2 separate regions of the Mus musculus genome follow, and region 2 is linked to region 1. Evidence: chromatin contacts called from public HiChIP or PLAC-seq data. All regions are on one chromosome and are shown on one strand. Each heading gives the region's core, a stretch centred on a gene start, on an enhancer-like site or on the middle of the called end of the contact. The rest is flanking DNA. Distances are from core to core; before and after follow the strand shown. Region 1 has its middle 88 kb from the start of Tmem260. Region 2 has its middle 5.5 kb from the start of Gm36024.

What was found. HiChIP or PLAC-seq counts read pairs in DNA pulled down with a chosen protein or histone mark.
Region 2: an H3K4me3 HiChIP or PLAC-seq map of embryonic limb bud shows a contact between it and region 1, with 5 times the contacts expected there. The contact joins two enhancer-like sites. A contact is called at or near these places in 7 of 39 promoter capture datasets (cranial neural crest, frontonasal cranial neural crest, hippocampal neurons and 3 more), 1 of 15 datasets of contacts at CTCF or cohesin (stem cell-derived epiblast-like cells), 17 of 484 Hi-C or Micro-C datasets (the CH12 cell line, astrocytes, brown adipocytes and 13 more) and 9 of 115 datasets of contacts at active chromatin or transcription factors (embryonic basal ganglia, embryonic fibroblasts, embryonic forebrain and 4 more).

Annotation. Positions count from the first base shown.
Region 1 is chr14:48,356,196-48,361,110 of GRCm38.p6, reverse strand. No RefSeq gene overlaps it. Among named protein-coding and RNA genes, the nearest start is that of Tmem260, 88 kb to the left of the region's middle. Within about 2 kb of position 3,665, at least 9 of the 459 cell types and tissues checked have an H3K27ac peak or open chromatin away from gene starts, as enhancers often do. A contact at or near this core is called in embryonic limb bud, where this site is marked.
Region 2 is chr14:48,988,121-48,993,046 of GRCm38.p6, reverse strand. No RefSeq gene overlaps it. Among named protein-coding and RNA genes, the nearest start is that of Gm36024, 5.5 kb to the right of the region's middle. Within about 2 kb of position 2,051, at least 96 of the 459 cell types and tissues checked have an H3K27ac peak or open chromatin away from gene starts, as enhancers often do. A contact at or near this core is called in embryonic limb bud, where this site is marked.

The DNA.
Region 1 (4,915 bases), core at 2,416-4,915:
CCCATTTCTCGAACCCCAGGCACCACAAGGACCCAGCGCTCTCCAGAGAGGGGGCCTCCTGGAAAGCTAAACTTGAGAGAAAAGAATGGGCCATTGTCTTCCACACAGAGTCCCATGTGAACAGCACACCGTGGAAAGATTTTGAAATAGCTAGGTGATATCAGGCAGGTGCTCCGTGTCCAACGTTAGTCTCCCAAGTGACCAGCCTAAGCCGGCCAGGTTTCCATTTCTCCTCTGCTCAGGGGTTTTGTCCCCAGTCTGTCAGCACAGAAAATTGCTGGTGGGTGTCTTGTTTCATGAAGTGGGCAGGAGAACTACAGAGGGTGTGTGCTGCTCGGTACTTTGAGCGCTATTTGGCCCAGATTGAATAAACCTTTGCACAAAGCTGCCCTATCTCTGGTGAACTATGCCACCCACAGGAAGCGGCGAAGGCACCAGCTGAGTTTTCCAAATGCCTCCGTGAAGGCTCCGAAGGGCAGTATTTTCAGTAAATGAGACTACATTGGTGTAGCTTCTGAATATAAAATCAGAGAAATTGATGCTTTGTTTTGTTTTCTTCGTCACGATGGAAGCTTGCTGCTTAAAACATGATTTTTTTCCCTTGAACATGACTAACAGAATCATAAGTTCAAAAGTAAAATTTAAATTTGGACAATTAGAATCGTTCGATCTATGTCAGAGAAATGACAACCTGCCTAATTGAGAGAAAATTCTCCTTCAAGAGAGGAGATATTTGTCAACACACAGGCCCATACATGGGACAAGATGGTCACCATGGCTACAAATGGATTTCTTGTTTTGACCAGAAAGTGACAAACCTCTTATCTCTACAGCTTTGTTTTCTTAGATTATCCAATACTTTCACTTCTCTGAAAACAGGCTCTGCTAGAAACATCTCTCGGAGAAGGTAAGGATTAGTTATGGCTTTAACAGGTCTACACATCACTTGCCTGCCCATATGATCTTTAGACCTAGACTATCCTCACGAGACCATTTCAATGTGTCTCATCTCTATGGTTGTTGGAAGATGTCAAATTTCTTGGGATGCTGGGAAGTTACAGTCTTTTATTCCGAAATATGCAAAGACTCCCTGGTAACACAGGTAGATTTTCAAATTTGCAAGTTTCCTTTGTGTAAAGGAATATAATTTTCAAATATTTATTTAAAAATAATTATTTTTTAACATTTACCATGCATGTGCATCTCTGTGTATGTGTGGGAGTGGATGCATGTATACACATGTGCCATTTGTGTAGGAGTCAGAGCACAACTTGCAGGAACCAGTTTTTTCCTTCTACCATGTAGGTTCCAAGGATCTAATCTTGGCCTTCAGGTTTGGCAACAAGTGTCTTTACCCACCGAACCATCTCATCCCAAATCAATATTTTAGCCCTCTGAGAATCTGTCGTAATTTTCTTAACATAGTTACACAGACTACGTACAAAGACTCTCCCAATATTTTATTTCAGAAGGGCCTTTAATACATTTACCGGGTGTGGTGGGAGATCCCAAATGTAAATTCTGGTTTCTTTGCAACCAGAGGTTTATACTTTTATTGGACAGGATTCTGGCAGCACCCCCTCCAAAGTAGTTTGGGTAGACTTTAAAGGAAGGGGAGAGCGCAGGCAAGAGGGCAGAGAATGGGGCTGAGAGTAAGAAAGGTAGCTAAGGAAGGAGCTAGAAAAGAAAAAGAGGAGAGAATGCAAGTAGGAAGGAGGGCAGGGCAGACATCTTGCGCTGGTGCATGGTGGATTCCTTAAACTCACCACTGAGCAGGATGCGTGGTTTTTTTTGGAGAAGGGAGTTTGTTGCAACAGCATCCAGGATCTTCTGAGTGACCATACTCCAGATATTCTGCTAGAACACAGTTGTTCACACATTCGAGGCTATATACCATGGCATTGGGATGCAGACGTAGAGGGCTAGGCCGATAACCCCACAAACCAACAAGTGAAGAGAAGAGCCAGGCACGGAGCACGGGCACTGTTTGCCTCCGAGCGGGCAGCATCTTTTTGGGGTTTTAGGCAAGGATTGACCTCAGTGGTGAGATTTTCGTAGCACTCCGAGGCAGCCGTGAGAATCCCATATTCTAGCCGTGGCTTTTAGTACCTGTGGCACTGTCTTTGGTCAAAAGATGGCAGCAATGTTCAACTGCTTCTTGAGATGCAGGGCAGCGGGAAGAGCTGCTGACAGCTAAAGGTTAATGGAGAAGGGAAAGGTATCCCTGAGGACTGCATATGCACTTTCCACCCAGATCATTTATCACAATATTGGAAGTATTAAAAGTATCACAGTTCACTTTAAACCGGTTCAAGTGTAAAAATTATTCATTCATTCATTTGCCGGTGTACAGATCTGAGTGTTCATTAATTTCCCAGGTGTTGAGTCCCTGACAGATCCTATCAATGATGGCTGACAGTGCTTGTCAGCAAAAACAGACATAGTCCTAGTTCCCATTAAGTATAGAGTCCAGTGTATGGATGGAATGGAGGTGGAAAGCATGGAAATTAACTTGTAACAATTAAAAGAATATCGTTAATAGTAATTTAAAACTTTCTGTTTCTGAAATATTTAAAAATATTCAAGTTTGGGCTAGAGAGATTGCCCAGTGGTTAAGAACACTGGCTCCTGTTCCAGAGGACCCAGCACTACATAGTGGCTCACAACCACCATCTTCCAGGGGATCTGATGTGGTCTTCTGACTTCTGTGGGTTCCAGGCATACAAATGGTGCATATGCATAAATACAGGCAAAACACTCATGCACACAAAGTAAAAATAAGTAGATCTAAACAATTAGGTAAAAATATACCTGTTTACTTTTCTATTGGTTGAGCAGTTCTCGAGTGTCTAGAAAGTGTCTGGCATAAAGCAGATACTTCAATAAGGACCACTAACTGAATGAAGGTATATACAGGTGCCCCTTGGAACTCATAAGGGGTTAGGAATCCATTACTTTCTAAAGATTCCATGATCCATAGATTCTCAGGTCTTATATAGAATGGAAGCACATTTGAACATAGCTGGTACAGGCTATACTGTGTATTTTCAGTCATCCTCAGATACTGATCATATATCTAATGAGATGCATAAATAACTCTACTGTATTATGTAACAGTGAAAAGACAAAAATCCACACACATTGAGTATAGCTGAAAAACATTCCAAACATTTTAATTGTGGATGATTTATTCTGTGAATTAAGAGACCCCATGCATGTGGAGGATCGCCTATAATTCTAAACTTGAGCTACACATATCCAGAATATGATCTTGTGTGAGCGATTAGCCCAGGAACAGGAAATGGGTGAGAGGAGAGGATATTTGAGACAAGCTATGCAGGATAAATGGATGGTAACCTGAGCTTGTGTGCACTTGTGTACTGGGCAGGAGGTCTGCAGGCGCAAGGAGAAAAGGGGAGACGACTGTGATAGGCTGGGGTGCAGAGGCCTGGAACATGGCTTGTTGCAGGGAAGTAAGAGCCAGCAGAGTGGCTGCAGCCCAAGGAAGAAAGCTAATGCTTTCCCGTGATGCTCAACTCAGTCAGGTGGGTGCTTGGGAGCCAATGGGGTAACGAGAGAGGGGAATAAGAGTGGACCTGAGAGCAAGCGAAAAGCTGTTTCGAGTCTGGATGAGAAATGACTGCAGTGTGGATTGTGAGCGGTGACAGAGGGTAAGAAGTGACAAAGTCACCAGATGACTACTCAGAGATGCGCAGGCAGCCTGTAGAGTACGAGGGACGGGGAATCCCTGGTGTGACTTACAGATTCTGACTTTGATAGGAAGTCCCGGAGGAAAGTGAATTTAGGTCTTGTAGATAGATGAGAAATTGAGACGTCGTATGCACAGCCAGATGGAAGGAGCGGAGCAAAGAAGGTCCGGAGATGATGGTCCAGGAGTTGACGACCTTTTGGCTGTTTGCAGAAAGCCATAGGAGAGGAACCGAAGCCAAGCCCCAAGGAGCTCTCACACTTAGCACAGATGAAGGACAGACCTACTCGAAAGACAGAAGCTGAGGCTGAGGAGAGGAGGAAGACAACTCTGAAAGTAACCAGTGGATCTCTCCAGAAGCAGGACGGCCACTCCTCCTTGTCTTCGTTTCTTTTCTGGCCCTGTGATAAAACCTCTGACAAAAGCAACTCAGGGATGAAAGGGTTAATTTTAGCTCGGAGTCCCAGGGGCTAGAATCCATCATGGAGAAGAGGTGTAGGCATAGTCAGGGAAGGCACAGTAGTTGGAGCAGGAAGCTGGCTCCTCACATTTCCACATCCAGGACGAGACAGGGAATAGCAAGCGGGGTAGTCTAAAACAACCTGTAAGTTGACCAACAACATAGTTCTGCCACTATAATTCTACCTTCTAAAGCCCCATGGCCTTCTCAAACAGCACTACCAGCTGGAATTTATCAAATGTTCAAACACCTGAGTCAATGAGAGGTGTTTTATATTCCAACCACATAGCGGAGTTCTGGGAGACGGTCAGCACGTCTTTCCCATCACCCACCCACTTAGTTCCTACTTAAACATGGGCATCTTTGGTTCTCCGTAGAAGAGAGTCCTGTTGTAGTCTCCAGAACCCAACCAGAGACAGCAGCTCTGGTTAATCTGAAAGATGAATTAATGGAGATTTTATTGGTCGATGTGAAGGAAAACATTGGGCTGTTAGGAAACCTGAGACAGACTCTGAACTCCCAGGCTGTCCTGTTCTGACAGAGGGAGGACTTCTGGAACTTTCCAGGATTGCAGCACTATCATTAAATATCAGGGAGGGTGGCAGGTGTGGGGTCCTTTATAGACATAAAGGTCCTTTACAGACATACAGGAGTTTACCAAGTTCCTATAAGACCAAGGATCTAAAGGAGTCTTAGAAGACCAACAGTGTCAGATACCCAGACGGCAAAAGGAATTTTGAAATTAG
Region 2 (4,926 bases), core at 802-3,301, 630 kb before region 1:
TCTACTGTTTCATATACTAACTTAAAAGAATAAAAAACAAAGGTGTCTAAGAAAGCTCTACAGCTCCCGCTCAGGAAAGATCTTTACAGTAAAGGTTTTTGGGTTGTTGTTTTGGTCTTTTGTTTGTTTACTTGTTTGTGAGACAAAGTTTCTCTATGTAGCCCTGGCTGGCCTAGAACTCACTCTGTAGACTAGGCTGGCCTTGAACTCAGAAATCTACCTGCCTCTGCTGGGATGAAAGGTGATTGCCGCTATCTCCAGGCTACAATAAAGTTTTAAATTATTTATTATTATTTATAATAATAATAATAATAAAATCAGAGCAATAACTTGATGGCTGAAAGACATGGACAGAATTCTGGACTGAAATGGGGTGAGCACAGAGATCTTTATGATGCTATAACCCTTCAGTGTTCTGCTGGAGACACTGTGGCTTGTGGAAGGTGTTCAGCTCAGCAAGGTCGTTGATAGACCCAAGAGGAAAGAAGGCAGGGAGAAATGACTCAAGACTAGATCTGAGACTGTGGCTCTATCCACTCTGTATGAGGAGTCCTTATCCACAGGGGAAATACATTGAGTGTACTGAATTACCGTGCCTGCCTAAACCAGCCACTTTAGTGGGCCTAATGTCATTTGCTCATATAAATGTTCCCTACCAATTCATTCCTTTTTCACAGTGGCCGAGGAAATGTACATTCATTGTTAAAACAAACAAAGAACCCTTCTGTGCTGCCTGACTTGCAAGTGATGCTGAGACCCTCCCAGGATACAGGCTCAGCAGAGAATATCCCTGCCCTTTATTTGGTTTGTGGGAAGGGAGTGGGAGGCTATTGTTTGGATCCAGGACTGGCAATGTACACTGGAACATTCCTTCTCCACCTAAGCCCTGAGACAACCGCAATCCAGGAAAGAGTTAAGTCAGAAAGAGGAAAATATCTCACCAGCATAGCTTTTAAACAAAAGACATGAAAATGGAGGCTCTCCGTATATGGAAAAATTTTCCCTTTTCATCCATATTGATAGCCAGAGGGGGTTATTATTGAGAATATGGGTAAAGTTACTGCCAGTTTTTGCTGCTACTCGTGTTTAAAAAGAAACTATGGAAACCGAGAGAAGGAATATTAATTAAGTTCAAATTTGGAATGTCTTTGCCAGGCGTGGATGAATGAATTCAATGAAGCAACCTGTTGGGTTGAAACTCAGTGTTTTGTTTGCAATTAAAAGAGTGCTGAACTTTTCATAGATTAACACTTTTTGCAGTAATCTTATTAAAAGGTTATTTCTTCATGAGATTAGTTCTGGAATGCATTTTTTTTCTATTTAAAGAACCAGTAGATATTTTCTCTCCACCCCCTCCCCCACAATTGTAAGTAGCTGCATTACTAAGTATGCCCCCCAATGTTTACAAATGTTAATACATTTACTTGCTAAAAATAACACCAAATGGCACAGACTAGCAAATCCTCAAACACCCCAGCCTTGGCATCTTCCCCCACCTCTAACTGAAGAAACTTGTTACCAGTCTGGTAGATCATTAAGAGATTTGATTTGCAAAAACTAACTTCTCTCACCTGGAAATCCAAGCAACCTACAAGTTACTGGACCTGTTTTAATTTTTTTTAAGAGCCTGTGGTTTGAATATATATATAAACTTTCTAAGGTCCTTGGATAGTTACATGGTCTAAGAGTTATTTATAGCCTGTGACTTTTCTAAGACTGTTTCCAGTACTGAAAGACAGAGGCCCAAGTGGATAACGCTAACGAACAAATCTGAAACGAGACAATTCTTCATTTAAATAAAGCTAGACTAGCTTCATTGGCCACCGCGGGGGGTGGGTGGGGGGTGGGGGGGTGTTAAAGGATGCCCCCACTTTACAATGTGAGTAAGTTGTGGCCGTCGTAGTTCTCTGATTAATTTGCTTCTTTCTGGTAGGGGGATAGCAATGCTGAGGCAAACACTGACGAAACTGGAAATCAGCTCTGTTTAGTAAATGGGAAGCCGCGTTCTAAACACAGACAGCATCCTAAGGGCTCTGCTCGCATGCTAAGCCGCGTGCCTGGCTGATGGGCCGCCGCAGCTGCGGAACAATGCACTTCTCATGGATGGTAGGAGGGAGGCAGTCTTGTTTCAAGTAATACTATTTCTGGGCGGTAATCCAAAATGCGCAGTAGGCAGAAGTTAAAAGGAAGCGCTTGCTTTTAGGTTTTTAAAATATATCCCTTAATCCAGGGTGATGATTGACAATCATGATTTAGAGTATGAGGGGCCGCTCTTTAATCCAGTAAGTTTGATGTTATTTGTGTATCTAGTAGGGCTTTTATTCCACTAAAACTAAGTGGAAGCCTGTGCAATTGATGCCGCATTTCAGAATTGATTCTTGGCCTGTGCTCTATTTACAGATTAGTAAGCACACAGGATCCGGCCTCCTCATCTTTTTGAAATTTAAAGGTCTTGAAAGGCACATTTACAATTAAAATGTTTCTTGCTGTGTACGAGTGTGACCAGGAAGTGACGTTTTTTTCCCCCCTGTGATTTAATTTTTTTTCCCTAAACCAGAAAAGAAGCAGTTTGTAAGATTTTCTAATACAATTATCAAATGGAGCCTTAACCATTCATTCTGTTTACAGGTGGCTGAAATATTGTCGCCGATGCCTCTGTGTAATTTGTTGGAAGCACATTTGAGACATGTTACTGAACGGTCCCCTAGCCTTTGTTCCCCCTGTAGATCTCCATGGACGCTTTTTCTGGAGACTAGATCACTGTGCAGCCATTGTGCGCCTATTGTTTTCATCAACTGGGGCAATACTCTTCATAAAAGGCCCACATGATGAAACCATCATCTCGGAATCAAGAAGTCCAAAACTAAGATATAAACAGAGGGATCAGAGTGAGGGGTGCACTCTACGGTAGGGATGGAACGTGCTTCTTGTCCCTCGAACTGTCCTTGCTGTCCTTTCTTCAATCCTGAATAAAACAAACTGGCCTTAGAAATGAGAGGAGGAAAGGAAAAGCCGGAGTGACAGAGTTTTGTCTGCATTCTGAGGTCTTTAATTGGGAAATTCTTAAAGTAGAACACATTCACTGCGAAGCGTTTGGAAACTATTGAAACAGAGAGAATGCTGTGATCCCTGGTTCAGAGCAAAGACAGTCTTTGTTATATTTGACTTGTTTCGTTGTAAGGTTCTGGACTTCAGGGCTAAAACACTTCCCAGGAGACATTGAAGCTTTGGAGTGGGGACCTGGGTGAGACAAAGGGCTATGGGTTTGCTTTGTGTGAGCAAAACTTTCTGTGATTAAAAAAAAAAAAGAGTAATGGGTCCTTTTTGTGTTTAGAATATACTCTAATGTGATAAGTGAATGTTTACAGTACTGCTGTCTGTTAACATTTCCAAAGGCTCTTTGGCGTGCGCACACGCGCGGGGTGTGTGTGTGGGTGTTTAGGGAATTGTGTATTTGGTATTTAAAGGCTAATAAAAAATTGACAGGGAAATCATGTCAGACTATCTGCTGGAAACCAGCTATCAGTCCATATCCTTCCAGCCTTTAGACTTTCAGGCTCTTGTCATGAGCGGCTGAGTACTCTTATTTTTTTTTTTTTTTAAAGATTTATTTATTTATTATATGTAAGTACACTGTAGCTGTCTTCAGACACTCCAGAAGAGGGCGTTAGATCTTGTTACAGATGGTTGTGAGCCACCATGTGGTTGCTGGGATTTGAACTCTGGACCTTCGGAAGAACAGTCGGGTGCTCTTACCCACTGAGCCATCTCGCCAGCCCCCTGAGTACTCTTATAAACTGCCACTTGCCTGAGCTGTGGCCGATTGATTCATGAGAACTGCGTAGAAAAGTCATCAAATCTTAATGAGGATTTCTGAGACCTGTGATAGGTGGAGCTAAATCTGAGCCCAAGGATTAAATCCAGACTCCTTAGACTGCCAGGGAACAGACAATGATGGCCTTCATCCCAGGAACCAGACCAGACAGGTGGCTTTTCCTTTGCCCAAAGGATTCTTTCTCCCCTGCCTTACACTCTTACTGCATCTTCCTTGAAGGTGTCTTAGTGTCATCTTTGCCTGCTAACTGTAGCCATTGACTCCTCCAAATTCACAACCTCTCCCTCTGCATACAACATACTCTCACTCTCTCACACACACAGCACACTCACATACACATAACACATATACACTCACACCCATATACACATATACATACACATATACACATACATACACACAACACACACAACACGCTCACACATATAACACACACATACATAGCACACACATTCTCACACACATACACACTTACACACACATACACACTCACACATATATACACACACTCATATACATACACTCACACACATACATACACATACACATCCTTACACACTCACACACACTCTCACACTCACACATATACTCACATGCACATATACTCACACACATGCACACTCACACACACAGTCGCATACCACTCACCCCTTCAGTTATCACCACCTCCAGACTCATTATTTGCTTACTGCCTGCCCTTCCGCTTTCCTGTGGGCTCTCACAGCCTAGCACGACTTTATGAAGTGATCTACTGACTATGTGAGTTGCTAACCAGATTAATAAATAAATGAATGGGTTTTCTTAATGAGATAATGGCAGGAAGTACTCAGAACCCTGCACACATCTAGCACAGAGTACTCAAACCTTTCTGACTCCTGAGGAAGACCCACCAAGTTTGTGGTCAGTGTTCTGATGAATTATGACTGTATTTTATCCACCTTTTACAGAAGCAGCAACTCTGAAGCTTGGAAAGAATAGCACTTGTCTAAAGACACATGATCAATATGCACAGGACAGACATTCAAACTTAAACCATCTCATTCCGAACCCATGTGTCTACCAAAACCAGACACTTCCCTTTCTCTAGCAGA